Regions from separate parts of the Pan troglodytes genome. Here region 1 is linked to region 2. A link is a contact called in public HiChIP or PLAC-seq data. All regions are on one chromosome and are shown on one strand. The core of a region is the stretch at or near the end of the contact, and the rest is flanking DNA. Distances in the headings are between cores, read along the strand shown. Region 1 holds the start of APH1B (aph-1 homolog B, gamma-secretase subunit). Region 2 holds the start of LACTB (lactamase beta).

Region 1 (2,700 bases), core at 126-2,625, 150 kb before region 2:
AGTGTGCGCTTCTTCCTAAGAGGGCGAGGCGCCTTTGGGGAGCCGGATCTCCGCTCTCCCCCTCTCAACCCTCCTCCCGTCTGAAACGCAACAAGGTCGAGCCGCGCGGTGGGGGCGCCGAGGGTCGCGGGTAACCCCAGCGGGGGAGGGGAGCCCCGGCGTCCGGGTTTCCCGACGCGACCGCCTCACCCGGCGATGAGGAAGATGATACGCAACGGCTCGGTGGCGATGGTGAAGACATAAAGGGCGAGCGCAGGCCCGAAGGCAATGAAGGCGCAGCCGAAGAACACGGCCGCAGTCATGGCCACCGCGGAAACCGACCCGGGGGCCCGTTGGGGACGCGAGATGCTCCCGGCGCGGGCGGGGTTCGGTGGGTGGGGCTCGGGGTGGGGGGCTAAGCGGGACGCGGGGGGCGGGGCGCGGCTCAGGGGCAGGCACGGGGACGGGGGCGGGGCACGTGGGGGCGGGGGCGGGGCTCGGAGGCGGGGTACGTGGGTCGCGGGGCGAGGCGGGGCGTGGGGGTAAACGCTAGGGCCTGGGGGACTGGGCGGGGCGTGGGCTGAGGGCGCCGGGCGCAGGGGCGGGCTCAAGGCGGTGAGCGCGGACCCCACCGTTGGGCCCGCCGCCCTACCGGGTGTCCGGAAGCGCCAGGGCCACGCCGCAGCTCCTGCTCCCGAAGCGGGCGTCCTCGGCGACGTTAGGGCCCGAGCCAACGCCGCAGCCCCACAGATACACTCCGATCGGGTTCCAGTGCCGGCTGCGAGGTGGTTAAGAGAAGGGGAGCTCCCTAGCCCACCTTCGAGCCGCATGCACCGAGAACAGGCAGAGATTCCAAGTCAATCAAAGAGACTAAAGAAAAATGTAGCGCAGGAACAAGCAGGATTCCTTTTTAAATAGGTTTTTTTTTTTAAGCACATTTTACCGTTTGGATAGTTGCGGGAACTTCGTACTCCATCCTGTATAAAACCTAGGCTGGGATAGCAGTGACCCCGGGGATAACCCACAGATGGTAAAATGATGAAAGAGTGGTGGAAGAAGCTGCCCTTCTCAGGGCTGTTTCAGCCAAATGGTTTTTATTTTTTTCCCAATTCTTCAAAAGGGTTGTTTTTGCAGGCATTCTGTGACCACCCTACAAGCAATAGTAACATCTCCCTGCTCCGTCTTCTCACAGTCGTCCATTTCACTTGCTTATTTTTCTTCCCCGTTAAAACGCGAACTCCTGGGGGACAGGGACTTTGCTTTGCTCTTTGTTGTTTCCTCAGCACCTAGAAGTTCACTAATATCTGTTCAATAAGTGAAATAATTTAAAAAGTAGAAGTTATAAACATCTATATTAACAATTTCTGAAAGGTTTAAAAATTAAAACTTAAGTTCTCTGATCATTCACATCCAAGTTAGATTTTTCTTTATGTTGAATAATACTTCGTCGGTTAGTTTGATCAGTGTGCCTGACACAGGTAAGTGCTATGTAAGTATTAACCACTCCTACATAATGTCCATCATGAATAAAGATTTTGGCAATCCACATTTAAAAAAACACCAGTAGACAAATGTTGGGACCTGACAGATGTTTTGCAGCTCGCCCCTGAAAATGCACCTTCAAATAATACAACTGCAGGTATTTAATTCTTACAGAAAAACATTACCTTTGCCCATTTAAAAGTCATATATATTTCCATTCACTCCCACAGAATACTTCTTCAGATTCCAGTGATTGTATTTTGAATGGTCAGATCCCAGCACAATACCTATCAAAACTCGGGTCGAGACAACAGTTCAGAGTGATAGATCTGCTTTGTAAAGATATGGAAAATGAGCTTCCAGACTGGAGGTCCTCGGTGCAACGCAGGAATGAGATGGCAGTGGCCTGAATCAGGGAATTAGCAGGACTCTGGAGGGAAGCAGACAAATTTAATAGAAGTTTAGGAATTGTACAAACAGAATTTAGTGACTAATGAGCTACATAGAGTGAGATGGGGGAAGAGTCAAGGATGTGGGCTTCTAGAGGGTTCGGGCTTAAGTGGATGCTGTGGAGACAGGAGGAGGAGAGAATATGGCAAAGTAGACACGATAATGAGTACCATTTTGTTATTTTGTTGTTACTGTTTTGGAGACGTAGTCTCACTCTGTCGCCCAGGCTGGAGTGCAGTGGTGTGATCTCAGTTCACTGCAACCTCTGCCTCCCGAGTTCAAGCAATTATCCTGCCTCAGCCTCCAGAGTAGCTGAGACTATAGGCGCGCGCCACCATGCCTGGGTTATTTTCGTATTTTAGTAGAGACAGTGTGAACAATGTTGGCCAGGCCAGTCTTGAACTCCTGGCCTCAAGTGACTTGCCCACCTTGGCCTCCCAAAGTGCTGGGATTACAGGCGTGAGCCACCGTGCCTGGCCTTCATTTTGGATGCCTTGAGACTGAGATACTTGTAGCACTCCAAATGGAGGTGTTCAGTAGGCAACTACATATACAGGATCAGGAGAGAAATGGACTGAACATCAGAGCTGAGACCAGAATACCTGAAGCCGTGAGAGTACATAGAATAGAATTACCTAGATAGCTAGTAAAGCCAGAACAAGGCCTATGTCAGAACACCAACATTAAAGGTATGAGGAGAAGAGGAACCTCATAAGAAACTGAAAAGGAGTGGCCAAGAGGGTAACAAGAAAACTGGGGGAATGTGGTGCTGTGGAAGCCAAGGGGAAA
Region 2 (2,700 bases), core at 98-2,597:
ATTGTTCTATTTTATTATTGTTGCTAATCTCTTACTATGCCTGATTTATAAACTTTATCATAGATATGTATATATAAGATAAAATATAGTATATACAGGGTTCAATATCATCCACGTTTTCAGGCATCCACTGAGGGTCTTGGAATATATCCGCAGGATAAGGAGGGACTACTGTATATAACTTTCAGACTAATAAATCCAGTCCTAAGAGAAAAGTGGGAGTGGGTAGCCATCCTCATGACTCCAATTTATTAGTCACATTTTAAACCTTACCGTGATTTAAAAACACCTGATTCTTTTATTATGTTAGATGTTTTCTCTACAATATGCATCGTTTTATGTAAATGCAATAGCATTTCATGGGATCCACTCTAACCAGTAAAATATTTTATTTACCAACTGGCACAGAACAAAACAACAATTTTCTGAACCCACCTTCTGACCAGACTTCTTTTCCATCTACAGAAACTCCAACCACTATGCCCGGTGCGCCCACCTCATCCTAAGACCGAAGGGGAAAGAACCGACAGTTATGGGCCTGCTGAAAAAGCCCAGCGCTCTCCTCGGGGACCTTCCAAGGCCCCGCCCCCCGAGCCTGGGCCCCGCCCCCTCCACCTGGGCCCCGCCCACCTCGTCCCAGGCCATGCTCACTCACTAACAGCAAGGGATGTGCCTGTCCGCCCCCTAGGGGGAAGGGGCGGTCCCCGAGACAGGCAGTGACCTCCACCCAGATTTGGGGAACCCCCAAGAGCGTCTGACCACGGCTCGGCGGTGGGGAAATGGGAAGTCTTTCTCGGAAGCCGATCGCGGGCACCCCGCCGCCCAGGGTGGGGTCCACTCAGCCCCCGACAGCACCGCCGACAGGGGTGGATCCCCGGCCCCCTACGCCCCCCGCTCCAGTGGCCGCACCTTGATCCTGTGCAGCAGGTCGCGGCTGCTCTCGATGGCTCTGGCGAAGCACCTGGAGCGGGGCGGCGCCGGGGTCTGCGGAGACCACGGGGCGAGGGACTGCTCCTGTGGCGGCTCGGCCAGAGGCGACGCCTCAGGGTCGGGGGCCGCGGGGGACTGCGCCGGGGCCGCGCCCCTCAGCCCACCTGCCAGCTTCACCCCGAGCGCCAGCCCCAGCCCCAGCCCGAGGCCCCCGACCCAGCCGTGGCCGAGAGGCGGCAGCCCGGCGCGCTGATGGACCCCGCGTCGTCCGCAGCTTGAGGCCAAGCCCCCGGGGGCGGCAGCCCGGGCAGTCACTGCTGACAGGAGCCGGTACATGGCGTCTCTGCACAGCCGGCCGCCACCAAACTCACGCACACCCTGCCCGCCGCGGCGCGGGGCGGAGGGAAGGACAGGGGGCGGGACGGGGGTGGGGACCGCGGTCAGACCCTAGCAGTCGACGCCTGACTACCCGAGCGCCGATCGCATCGAGCCCTTCTTCCTCTCCCTTTTCTTGTCTCTTCCTTGTTTTTCCTTTCTGTCTCTCTTTCCTTTTTTTCCTTTGCTTACCCTCAGATCAAGCGTCACCTCCCAGAAGCCTTCCTAGTTCCCGTCCCATGGGAGTTCTCGCCCTTACCATCTTGCCCCTCGGTGTGCACACTTCTTTAACAACAGTTAACACTTTGTATCATTTAACTACTTGTCAGATTCCTTACCAGACTGGGACTTCTTTGGGGAGCCTAGACTTAGTTTTGGATCCTCAACTTCTGGAACAGCGCAGGGCACACAGTAGACGCTCAGCAGGCATCTCCTTTCCCTTTAGAGATGCCTTTCTCCTTTCCTTTCCCTTTCTCCTTTCCTCCTTTAGAACGCGCTTCTTTTCACTCTCTTGCCATCTCCCTTATGTCTCATTTCAATTCACCCATTTCCCTAAAGATGTTTTAAAATCTATTGCTTCTGGAATTCTAGCTCCATACCGTACCAAAGACATGAAGTTACATCCAGACCTTATATTACCTTTCTTTTGCTATAAAAGATAAAGTGTTTTTTAAAAATTTCGTGCTTGAAAAATTTTAATCCAAAAGTAACTATTATAATTTACAATTACCTATGATTTCTCAGCATCTGTAAATGATCAGACATTCTTGTGAAATAAGAAACCTAATCTCAAATTGCTACAAAATGTAAAATGTGTATAAAATCCTAGTTTAACATGTAATGAAATTGATATGTTAATTTGAAGTTACTTAAACATTTATCAGTTTTGTAATTTTTATATTTTGGGATACACACACACACACACACACACACACACGATCTTTGAAAGCTTGTAGGCTTTAGACCTTCAGCACTGGGGCAATATGCCCCATATACAAAATGGCCCTGTCTTTTCTTGCAGGTGGAATAAAGAAGAGAGCTCACAGACTTGAACTGACAAGCCATCAGGAGAAACATATTGAGGTAATAAACTTACTGAGTAAACATATACATACCTCAAAATAAATATATTGAGGTAATAATTATTTAATAGGAGGAAAAGGCAATAATGGTATCAACACCTAGCAAGAAAATAGTGGGGCTAAATAAGTAAAGCTTCTGGGGCTACTCACAAAACCCAAGACTCCAAGAGACCAGAATATCCTGGGACCCAGAGCGTTTGACACTGAAACTGCAGTTATAGTGGACAGATGTACTCTATTAAGATAGTACTGGAGGTTCCCACGGTGGGGGTCACCACTACTCCAAGAACATGAGAGAAAAAATATAAAGAGA

The links. HiChIP or PLAC-seq counts read pairs in DNA pulled down with a chosen protein or histone mark.
Region 1: an H3K4me3 HiChIP or PLAC-seq map of stem cell-derived excitatory neurons shows a contact between it and region 2, with 2.6 times the contacts expected there. The contact joins the promoter of APH1B here to the promoter of LACTB in region 2. A contact is called at or near these places in 1 of 7 Hi-C or Micro-C datasets (stem cell-derived neural progenitor cells) and 1 of 1 datasets of contacts at active chromatin or transcription factors (stem cell-derived excitatory neurons).

Annotation. Positions count from the first base shown.
Region 1 is chr16:55,265,714-55,268,413 of NHGRI_mPanTro3-v2.0_pri, reverse strand. APH1B (aph-1 homolog B, gamma-secretase subunit) reads right to left here and starts at 1,375. Exons shown (of 6, transcript XM_523094.7): 1 at 190-1,375. The coding sequence starts at 809.
Region 2 is chr16:55,111,121-55,113,820 of NHGRI_mPanTro3-v2.0_pri, reverse strand. LACTB (lactamase beta) reads right to left here and starts at 1,347. Exons shown (of 6, transcript XM_003314702.5): 1 at 910-1,347; 2 at 436-502. The coding sequence starts at 1,266.